Regions from separate parts of the Bicyclus anynana genome. Here region 1 is linked to region 2. The links are chromatin contacts, called in public Hi-C maps. All regions are on one chromosome and are shown on one strand. The core of a region is the stretch at or near the end of the contact, and the rest is flanking DNA. Distances in the headings are between cores, read along the strand shown.

Region 1 (5,578 bases), core at 1,835-4,334, 120 kb after region 2:
TGAAATAGTCTGCATTACGAAGCTGTTGGAATTGCACACAACAGCTCTTTAATCCGCCACGCTTGGCGTCTCTCTTGGATCCTCCACTACGCCCTATGAGTGTGTCCTTATCGCACTGAGCCGCGTTGCCACATAAAAACTGGTTGTTATTTTTAACTCGTGTGTTGGGCGAGTCGACAATTTACTGAAATCCCCCTTCCGCTCCGGGTTCAGACGGTTATTTACAGTTTACAATGTTCTTAGTTATTACACTAACCCAGACATGATTTTGACGTATATACAAATCTATATATGGTCGACCCCCCAGTAGGTGGACTGAGCATTGCAGCGAGTTGCAGGGAGCCGCTGGATGCTGGCGGCTCGAGACCGTTTTGTTTGGAAGTCCATGCCAGAGGCCTATGTCCAGCAGTAACGTCAATCTGTTGATGTTGACGAATGATGATACAAACCTAAGATTAATTCGTTCAGCGAAATATTTCAGTACCTACATTTAAAAAAAAATGCGCAAACTGATGAACGTAGAATTTGACACAGTTAAGTGAATATAGAGAAAAAGTTAATAATGCTGTTTTTTATGTATAACATGCATAAGGAATGCATTGAATTAATTAAAATGAATATTACACATACCTACTACATTTAAAAATTCAAATGATACACAACATACTTACACATAGATAAATGATTATTAATTATTATTAAACGTTTTATTCATATGACAATGGATTTCGCGTAGAGGCAAAAATGTGAGCGCCGCGATACACGAGTAGACTAGATGATCTAGAACCATAACCTATGGCACGGTAAATCTATGTCCTTGTCAAGCACTATTAAAACACTTATGACATCGGAATATAGTTCATCCAACCTGTTTATAAAACGTAACGAAAATGATATAAAAACTATTGGGTAGACATAAAAACATATCAAATTACCTGAAAGGTTAACAGCATGTTGTACACAAATAAATAGGTGTTTAACATACCGTTTAGTAAGTTACTTTACAGTCCATATCATATTTTCCCGCGAAGAATAGGCACGATCGTAATTTATGGTTATCTCGGGGATCGTTACTCGAAATTTGGATTTCAGCCAAAATCATAAAACGCTGTCGACTCTTGTGCGCGTTAAGCCTAGTGTCCTAAATTTCAAGCCCATGTTATTAAATTCCCATTTATCAGCGTACTATAAAGAATGAGTGCAAAGGCAAGCCTACACATCGCTTAGAGATATTCTGTTTTTAACACAGAAACCTTTAGTAATGTAGCCCCGTTATTCTAACAGGTCTATTATATGCACCAGTAAGACCAAAACTTTACTGAATACTTCCGAAATCCATCGATGTATAAGCAACGAAACCTCACAAACTATATAAAGCTTGAAAGGAGTTTAACATTCTGTGGTGACAAGGCTAGGAGTTTCTTACAAAACGTACAGTTTTTTGATTTGCTTGTTATAATGCATTCAATAAGAATTGTGGTAAAATATATCGACATTGCAAACTCTAATTTTAAGATTGTCATAGTTTCTCCATATTTGTAGAACCACGTGTTGGATATGGCTGCGAAGTGCATGAAGCGGTGTAATATATGAAGTGTTTTGTTGCAGCCGTGCGAGCCGACCGCATGCGCGGCGGACGCAACAAGTTCGGGCCCATGTACAAGCGCGACCGCGCTCGCAAGCTGCAGATGATGCGCCAGCGGCAGATCGCCGTGCAGACGCTGCGTGGCTCGCTGGGCGATGCTTCGCTGGTGCTGGGCTTCGGCTCGCCGTACGCCGCCGTGCCCGTGAAGCAGGAGATCCAGATCCCGCAGGTGTCGTCGCTGACGTCGTCGCCGGAGTCATCGCCGGGCCCCGCGTTGCTGGCGGCGCAGTCGCAGGCGCCGCCGCAGCAGACCGCGCACGACAAGTGGGACGCGCACTCGCCGCACTCGGCGTCGCCCGACGGGTTCGCGTTCGAGGCGCCCGCCACCGCCGCCGCCACGCCGTCCAGCACCGTCGAGGCCACCAGCACGGAGACCCTGCGCGTCTCGCCCATGATCCGAGAGTTCGTGCAGACGATAGACGACCGGGAGTGGCAGAACTCCCTTTTCGGACTCTTGCAGAGCCAAACTTACAATCAGTGTGAAGTCGATCTCTTCGAATTAATGTGCAAAGTGCTGGACCAAAATTTGTTCTCTCAAGTGGATTGGGCGCGAAACACCGTGTTCTTTAAGTATCTAAAGGTGAATTTCCAGATAAGTATAAGGATCCCGTCCCGAATCCTTGAAACCTCTCCCCGGTGGACACCAAACTGCTCGCGAATGTTGCATTGCGACGCTTGGCGATGATTACTCTTGCTTTGAGAATATGTTTGTTTGAGCAGTGCGACTTGTCTGTGATCTTACAGCCGTAGAGTTTCGTGTGGCAGCCGGCAGGAAGAGGCGCGTGTGACGCATGCAGCGTTGCGGTGTTGCCGGTCGCAATCGATACCTCGCTTCGCCTCCCCTTACCAACTGGGTCAAGTTCCCACGGCTAGCGTGCCGCCTGCCGTTGCCATCGTTCTTTCATTACGCTACTACACAACGCGCAACGTGCTTGTACATTACACGATTACACAATACGCTAGTATCGACAACACCACTGCAAACATAATTATAACGTCATGTTTGAATCATCTGATCTGATTCTTGAAAACTCACACAGCATGCGATAGGTGTGCGTCCGGATGCATTCGCTTTACTATGTTTACATCACCTGTGCTCTCTTAAAAATATAGGCGTTTAATCTGTCACCTTCTAACGAGTTATGATGTAAATTAAAATCAAATCATTTCAGTTTCGTTAATTCCAAGTAACTTCTCAGTTTACAAGCACTTTAATGAAATATCAAGATGGTTCATGTACCAGTTTAAGTGTCATACCAATTAAGTAGAGTTGGATCAGTCAGCAGTTCCACAAAGTAGGTCGTAAGTTCGCGGTTCCTTCACCCATAGGAGCAAGCTCCCTAGTTAGGAGCGCGGCTCGGCAACCGCCGGTGCAGGCAAACAGTCAACAGTCTCTGTCGTGGTTGTTGTACGCTTACGCAAGAACAGCCGGTCACGTGGAGTGGCGACGTTGCCGCTCCGTGCACCTCGCTTCGTCTCACTCCAGCACACAGCCTCCGATCCACAACTAGCAATTTTCATTTGTTCTAAATGACGCCGCTTGTTTACGACCCATTCTCAGAATTAGGACAAACGGCAGTCGTACATGAATCTATCTCCCTTGCATACTTATTTACACAAATTACTTACGGAAACTATCTAGGAAATTTTAGGCGCGCATTGTAATGTACAGGAGAATGAATTTCAGACATTACATTACATGTTACAAACGCACTATTGTCGTGTTTAGACAATAGTGCGTTCGTTCGTATAGTAGCAGTTGCTAAAGCTTTCAGTCGAGAGTCCGAGGACGTTTGTCGATGACCCAAAAAGTCTACGAAACTATGTTTAGGCGCGTATTGTAATATACGTACAGACCATAGTGCGTTTTTACTCGAATCCAAAAACATTGTTGATAACCCACGAACTCTGTATAAATATATAGGCCTATTGATGTACAGGCTCAGACCAATTATAGAAGGACCTGTATCGCACTCACAGTCACGAACAAAATTGTCTGTCATTTTCTGAAGAAAACGAGCTTAGATTTGGTATATATCTTATAATAAACTAGAAGTTTTTGCACGTTTTTTACAGAATTCAATTACACAAAAAGATATTTTTACGGAGCTCTTTAACCGACGAACACGATTACAACTATTTAACATTGATACTATAGAGACAGTTTTTATAATCGCATTAGATCGTTGATCATATACTTTGACAGAAAAGTAACGTCTAGCGAGGCAGGTCCTATACAATAATTGGTCTGAGTGTACAGGAATACGTATTTCAGACATCACACGTACATATCACAGTGCGTTTGTAGTTGTACACAAGTCGTCCCTCGTCAGCGCTAAAGCTCGAGAGTCGAGAGTCCCGGAACAATGTCGACGAGCCACGCTTTCTCCAGACGGATGTGATGTAACGGGGCGAGCGAAGCGGCAACACTGCACTTTCGTCGGTGCACTTGACACATTGCCCGTGGCCGAGTTGCCGCGAGAATTGAGAAAGCACATTTTACCGCGTAACCACCGGTAACGGAGACGCTAGTAATAGTGCGTTGCTTTCTCTTACATAACGATTACATTTATAACAGTAGCCTGGTTACCTAGTCTCGCGATTACCATCTATTATAATACAACGACCATTTCTTTTGTATCTATATATATAAAAATGAATTGCTGTTCGTTAGTCTCGCTAGAACTCGAGAACGGCTTAACGGATTTATCTTATCTTGGTCTTGAAATGTTCGTGGAGGTATAGGGAAGGTTTAAAAGGTGAGAAAAAATCAAATAATTTTCGGGAAGACCCTACAAACTGCCCTTTTCTATTTCCCATACAAACGTCAAGCGGTAGGGGTAGGGTAGGGGTAGAGGTATAGAAGAGTAGAGTAGGGATAGAGAATAAGTGCACTTATGTCAAAACGAAGCTTGATCGGGTCCGCTAGTATATAATAATTTCTTTTGTATATATACTAATATTATAAACGCGAAAGTTTGTATGGATGTTTGGATATTTGTTACTCTTTAACACCGCTACTACTGAAGCGATTTGGCTAAAATTTGGAATGGAAATAAATTTTACTCTGGATCAAAACATAGACTACATTTTATCCCGAAAAAATCCATGGTTTCCCGAGATTTGCGAAATCTGATGATTTTAATGATATGAATGTTTGTTACTCTGTCACGTCTCGACTACTTAACAGAATTAGCTGAAATTTGGTATTGAGATATATTATAGCATGGATTAACACATAGGCTACTTTTTTATCCCGGAAAAAGCCATGGTTGGTGGTATACTTCTTAAAATAGTCAAACGTATTGAAGATACAATGATTTTATTACACACCAAGGGTTCATTTAAAACTAGTAGATTATAACCTTTCGGTTTAGGAATATTCCATAGACAATTGAACCTAGTTTAAAGTTATCAACCATAACTTCCGTACTCATTCCCATTGGCAGTAGTTTTTGTTTAGTAATGTTTTAAAGTTGTTTATTTAGTAATGTTTTAATTTGGTTAGTCTACATGTCCAAGAACGATTAATAAGTCGTTCTTGTTGTAAGATTTAATGTTTCTCACATTTCCTTTATATAAAGCCTTTTGTCGACATAAATAGATCTTGGAATGAAAAGGGTCCTTTATAAATTGTAATCGGCTTTCAAATAAGTACCTCACGAACAAATGTAAACAAAACGGGAAAAAATAATCCTTTTTCGCTTGTAGCCTTTCAAGTGTTTTTATAACATATCAATTAGTTATTGACATACAATATTGTATTTAACTAATAGGTATCGAGTAAATTTAAAATTATTATACACTAGTGGACGCCGGTGACTTCGTCCGCGTGGAATACAGTTTTTTACAAATCTCGCGGGAACCATGGATTTTTTCGGGATGAAAGTAGCCTATGTGTTAATCCAGAGTAAAATCTATTTACATTCCAAA
Region 2 (5,431 bases), core at 1,774-4,273:
AGCTGATTTCATTACGCCAACGGCAGAGAAGTCTTGCCCCACTTGGTTTCTAAAGAAACATTCAGTTTATGTTAATTTTCACTCTCCTGAGATTTGTGAGGCTTGCGTTAGTTTCGCGATCATAGTAAATGCAATTCTGAGACCCCTAATCAGTATCAATATTCTAAATTCAGTACATTCAGTAAGAACAATTATTAAAAATTTAAATGTTTAGCCAAAAAGTTAGTGTTGTGTCTAACTGTCAAAGTCATTCTGACTTAGAGAACGTCAATTGATTGTAAATGTTACTCTACGTACTTTTTATAGTCCCCTTCCTTGTTATGCAACTTTTTAAAATATTAAGATAGTATAACTTTCACACTTTAACACTTAAAGTAGTAATATAAGAATTCTAAGAAATGTATACACAACTCGATTAATTTTTGAATAAAAAAGTAGGTACTGTATGTAACAGTTTTATGGTTCACCTAGTATTTGCAAGAAAAAACTAGTAATTTGTGTCAAGTTCATGTTAACATAATTAATCATTTATTCTATTTATTATATGAAATTGTTAAACTTAAAAAATGCTTAATATATATTTAAATTAGTTGGTTATTATTTCCCGTAGATTGAGGACATTTTTTAAACGGACAACATAGACATCATGTAAACACAAAAACAATAACACTAGTGTTGTGCTCATTATTTCGTAGATCTTTTCTCTCGATTAAAATTCTATTTCACATTGATGATTAAAACAATCTTCAGACTTTGTAGTTACGACAATCAATCAGATATACTCTTCAATTTTAATTAACTATAATTTAAAAATTATATAAGATAATGCTTGTCGAACACTAACTAAAGTATCTAAAAAATGTATTATGTATAATAAAGTAATTAAATTGACCAGCGTATTCCCTCGCCTAAACATAAATTTAATGACACATATAGATGGGCATAATTTATTACTTGTTTTTATGAGTCGATAACAATACCTTTATTCGGATGTTGATCGGATACATGCTTGTCAGTGTTTGTTAAATATAATATTTAAAAGAAACACGGTCGAAATACCTACTTATAAAGATCAGATCTTAGGATAAGAAATTTGAAAACTTAAACAATTCGTAATTCATGGAGAGAAAAATCTTCTAACAATAGTTCCATCTTAAGGATTACTGCCTCGTTTATACAAACCTTGATCTAACAGCCAAACGGAAAGTTCTCCTGATGCTGGTTAAATCTTTTATTATGTTTATTGTTGAGTTTTTTTTTTTAAAATCTAACTTACTTTTCTGTATCACTGACAACGAATAAATAAATAAATATACTTAAACAATACACGTCACTATCTAGCCCCAAAGTAAACATACAGAGCAGCTTGTGTTATGGGTACTAAGATAGTTGATATTATAATGTTCATATACATTTATATACTACATATAAATACTTATATAATGTATAAATACACACAGATACTGGAAAAAAACTCGTGTTCATCACACAAATATTTTCCAGTTGTGGGAATCGAACCCACGGTGAGGGTCAATGGAAGTGTAGGAAAGGGAAGACCAAGCCATTCTTGCAACAGATTTTGATGCAAATTTCAGTAATAGATAGAGTGATTTAAGAAGAAGGTGTGTATAATATTGTATAGAAAATATTTATACTGTGATGTAGTAACAAATATTTGTTTGTGCTTGGGCATTTAAATCACAAAAGCTTACTAAATCTTATTAAACAGATCAAATAAATTTTAGGTACGATAAATTTTTTATATGAAAAAAAGATCGATAAAATGTCCGCGGTTTGTTTATCTAATCACAGAAACTATTTTTGTTTTTATTCTTTATACAATAAAATACATAATTTACGTGGTACATTTTATATAGATTAAAACTGCCCTTAACAGCATTTCATTAAAATGGATGTCCCACAAAATATCAGAGATTTAAAAATTGAAGACATAGCGGCTGGCGGGTGATGGGCAACGGTCAGTAGACGCGGGGATGTCGCAAAGATATTATTTATTTAGAAGCCGAGTCGGGTCTAGATAATAATTATTCTAATATGGTCTTTATTGATAACTGGTTAATAAAAATTAAGAGTACCCTAAACCGACAAAATTGTATTGTATGAACGGATTGATGAGAAAGGAAGTATTAAAGGGATTAGGGAGATATTATGCAAGGATCGCAGCAAGTGTAAGAACATCGTTTCTGTCTGGATTAAACCGTAATGACAATGTAGTATATATTGTAAGAATTTCATAAATGAAACATATAACAAACATAGGCTTTAAATGAAAATATTTTCGTTTGATTTGGATATTTGTACAACTTAACACCATGAACGTATGAACGAGTTCGGAATCGATACATTATATGGTTATAAATTACAATTTAAATTCGTATAGGTACATCACTATAAGTTTATAGTGCACTTCTTCTGCCATAGATGGCGCGCTATGTACCGGATGTTAAACTCAACACAGTGTTTTATTAAAATATAATGAATATAACACCGAAAAAAATCTAAATTTATACATCAACTGATATTAATATAATTTTAATTTGCTTTAAATTAATATTTAAGCCAATTAACTAAATATAACATTCTAAATATTTGTAATCACACTCGTTCAGATTGACCTACATTAGAAGCCCTTGTGAAAGGATTGTGCAATAGAAACGGTCATTATTATTACACAACTCAACGTATTCATATACATTTGAATCTATGCATTTAAAAATATTTTTTCTAAATAAATACAAGTTATTTTAAACTTATGATTTTGATATTATAAACATTTAAACATGTTCTTGTAGATATTTTTCTTCATTTCCCATACATCCTCTTTCATAATTCACCATTCATAGTTAATTATTTGTTATAAAAGTACATCAAACTATAAGTTTTCTGGAAAATAGGCCATGACATACTTTTCTCAAATTAGGTTAATTCTCGCTGCCCTTTACCGACTTATTTCAATGTCAGTCATGAGTATAGTAGTTCTATTGAACCCGAGTTATGTCGGAATATCAAAGTGTAAGTGAAGTGGCCTAGAGACCTACATTTAGTGTTTTATAAGGATTTATTGGTATTTATGTAGAACATTTGACAGAAAATATTTTTCTAAGCGAAGTAGATGATATTTTATAAACCGTGCGGACAGCTAGATTTAGTTGTTTCGCATAACCGTCCGATGATGCACGAAGACTCTCCAAAAATGAGTGTTGCGCAGGGTCTGGGCGCTACTTCGAGCCAGCCGAAGAGTGAGATCGTGTTCGAACGAGCTGTGGAGTATGAAATATCCACGGAACAGAAACCCAATGGAAATATACAGCTGGAAATAAAGATCCCCTATGTGGATCCAACCACTGGTACGTAATAGTTTAGCTCTACCAATTAAACATGATTAGCTATACATAAGTATATACCTACATACCAATTCATATATTAGCTGCAGCCGGATACGAGCCCGATTTATGTATAGTCCAAAAATATATATTTCCAAAATTCCTATATTCCAACTTACTGTTCATGTTTATTTTTGGATAAATTTAACAAAATTTTATAATACATACTAAATCGTATTGGACTCTACTAAGATCAATCGTACCGCTTAACCTAGATTTGGGACATGAGGCCGGGAATATTTTATGAATACATATGTCTTATATTCAAAACAGACAAGTGCTGGTTGTATAATAATTAGGTACATTGTATGCATTGTGATTGTGAACTGTAGAGACTAGTAGAGAATACGTCTACCTGCCGTACGCTCGGTTGCACGGAGCGGCAACGTCGCATTGGCTTTTCGCGCTATCCTACAATGGAATGGGTTGGGTGAAATAGCGTTTCAGAGTTTTTTGAGTGGTAGTCACAGCGAGTTGCACTGCGGTTCGAGTCACGGTCCGTGTTGCAAGAGTAAATCTAAAATGGGTAGGTATTAGCCGATGATGAATGGCCACAAAACGCTCTATCCGTCTATCGTCAATAGTCGTCACTTTGTATGCCAGCGGTGATGTTCCATTCTGTGTTAGTGGGGCACTGCTTGCGGTGTAGCGCTGAGGGGGCAATGGGCACGTTACATAGGATGAAGTAATCGCCCTGACTCAGGACAGACGTGAATTATTCATACGCCTTAGGAATGAGCTTCGCGTTTTTCATGTTTCACTTTCGATCTCTATTCGCTGTTTGTTTTATTGCGTTGTCTGCATTTAAAAAAATTCCTCATCAAGACAAATGAGACAAAAATCCTTTAAAAATGTTATAGATACACACACTTAACTACATAGTTGGTAGAGCAAAATGCCTTTCCTTCCCTTCGAAGAGAAAACCTTCGAAAAACATCGTTAAAAATCAAAGTAAGTATATTATTTTTGTTGCCTCATCATATTCCGTAGAAAATTTCAAAACATACCGACTTGAACAAATGAGGATCTGGAAATCTGCTACCTTCCTAAGCCATGACTGTCCAAACTCCATACTTGGCTTCCGTACTTACGTATAATAGGAGCAAACTTTCAGTATTCATATAATTAAGTATAATATGGCTACCCAGGCTCTCAATATCACACTAATATTATAAAGGCGAAAGTTTGTGTGTAAGTGTGGAAGTATGTTTGTTCCTTTTTTACGCTGCGGCAACTAAAGCGATTTGGCTGAAAGAAAGAAAGAAGAGAAGACTCTAGATTAACACCTACACTTTTAATCCCGGAAAAACCATGGTTCCCGCGGGATGTGTGAAAAACTGAATTCCACACGGACGAAGTCGCGGGCGTCTGCTAGGGCTTCATAAGACCCGTGAGGTGCTCCATCAATAATTCCACATTTGATCGACTGCCGATGTAAATTTCAGTCGGATACGATAAAAAATATTCATTTTATGGTGATAGGTTTACCGCATGATGCTAATGATACATGGTTGTCATAGTTGCGCGTAATAACTCAACAACGTATTCGAATACGTGTGATCTATATCAGGAATATCATCAATATCATATATTTCTCAAACTTTCACGAACCCCTGTTAAAATTTACAAATGACAGCGAACCCGTTACTAACTAATGGGAAACTCCTCCCTCCCCTCCCAAAGAAAAAAATAATTTTGACTGTTGAAGAAAATAAGGTTTTTCATTTAAATAACACATTAAGTACCATAATAATGTCATGGGTCTCCTTGTTTTTTGTCGCAAATGGATTCAATGTTAGGAGTAATTTTGGACAATTTTAACCTTAATTCTGACTTGGTATCAGTTATCAAGCCACCATTACGTAAATCTTGTCGCGAACCCTGTGCCGTCAAATCGCGAACCCTTAGGAGTTCGGGTACCCCACTTTCAGAAACCCTGATCTATATTATGTAGGTATCTACTACACTCTACGATAGTCGTTAAAGGTCGATATAAACCCCATGGGTCGATATCAAAGAAACAAATT

The links. Hi-C and Micro-C count contacts between places; a contact is called where the count stands out from the background.
Region 1: a contact with region 2 is called in a Hi-C map of whole body, with 3 times the contacts expected there. The contact joins the enhancer-like site here to the promoter of LOC112048033 in region 2. A contact is called at or near these places in 2 of 2 Hi-C or Micro-C datasets (whole body and whole larva).

What each region holds. Positions count from the first base shown.
Region 1 is chrZ:9,645,322-9,650,899 of ilBicAnyn1.1, forward strand. It overlaps LOC112048033 (nuclear hormone receptor FTZ-F1), which reads left to right. Exons shown (of 8, transcript XM_052890535.1): 3 at 1,609-2,225. Among protein-coding and RNA genes, the nearest start is that of LOC112048026, 27 kb to the right of the region's middle. Within about 2 kb of position 3,085, at least 8 of the 8 cell types and tissues checked have open chromatin away from gene starts, as enhancers often do.
Region 2 is chrZ:9,521,574-9,527,004 of ilBicAnyn1.1, forward strand. It overlaps LOC112048033 (nuclear hormone receptor FTZ-F1), which reads left to right and starts at 3,024. Exons shown (of 8, transcript XM_052890535.1): 1 at 3,024-3,368. The coding sequence starts at 3,134.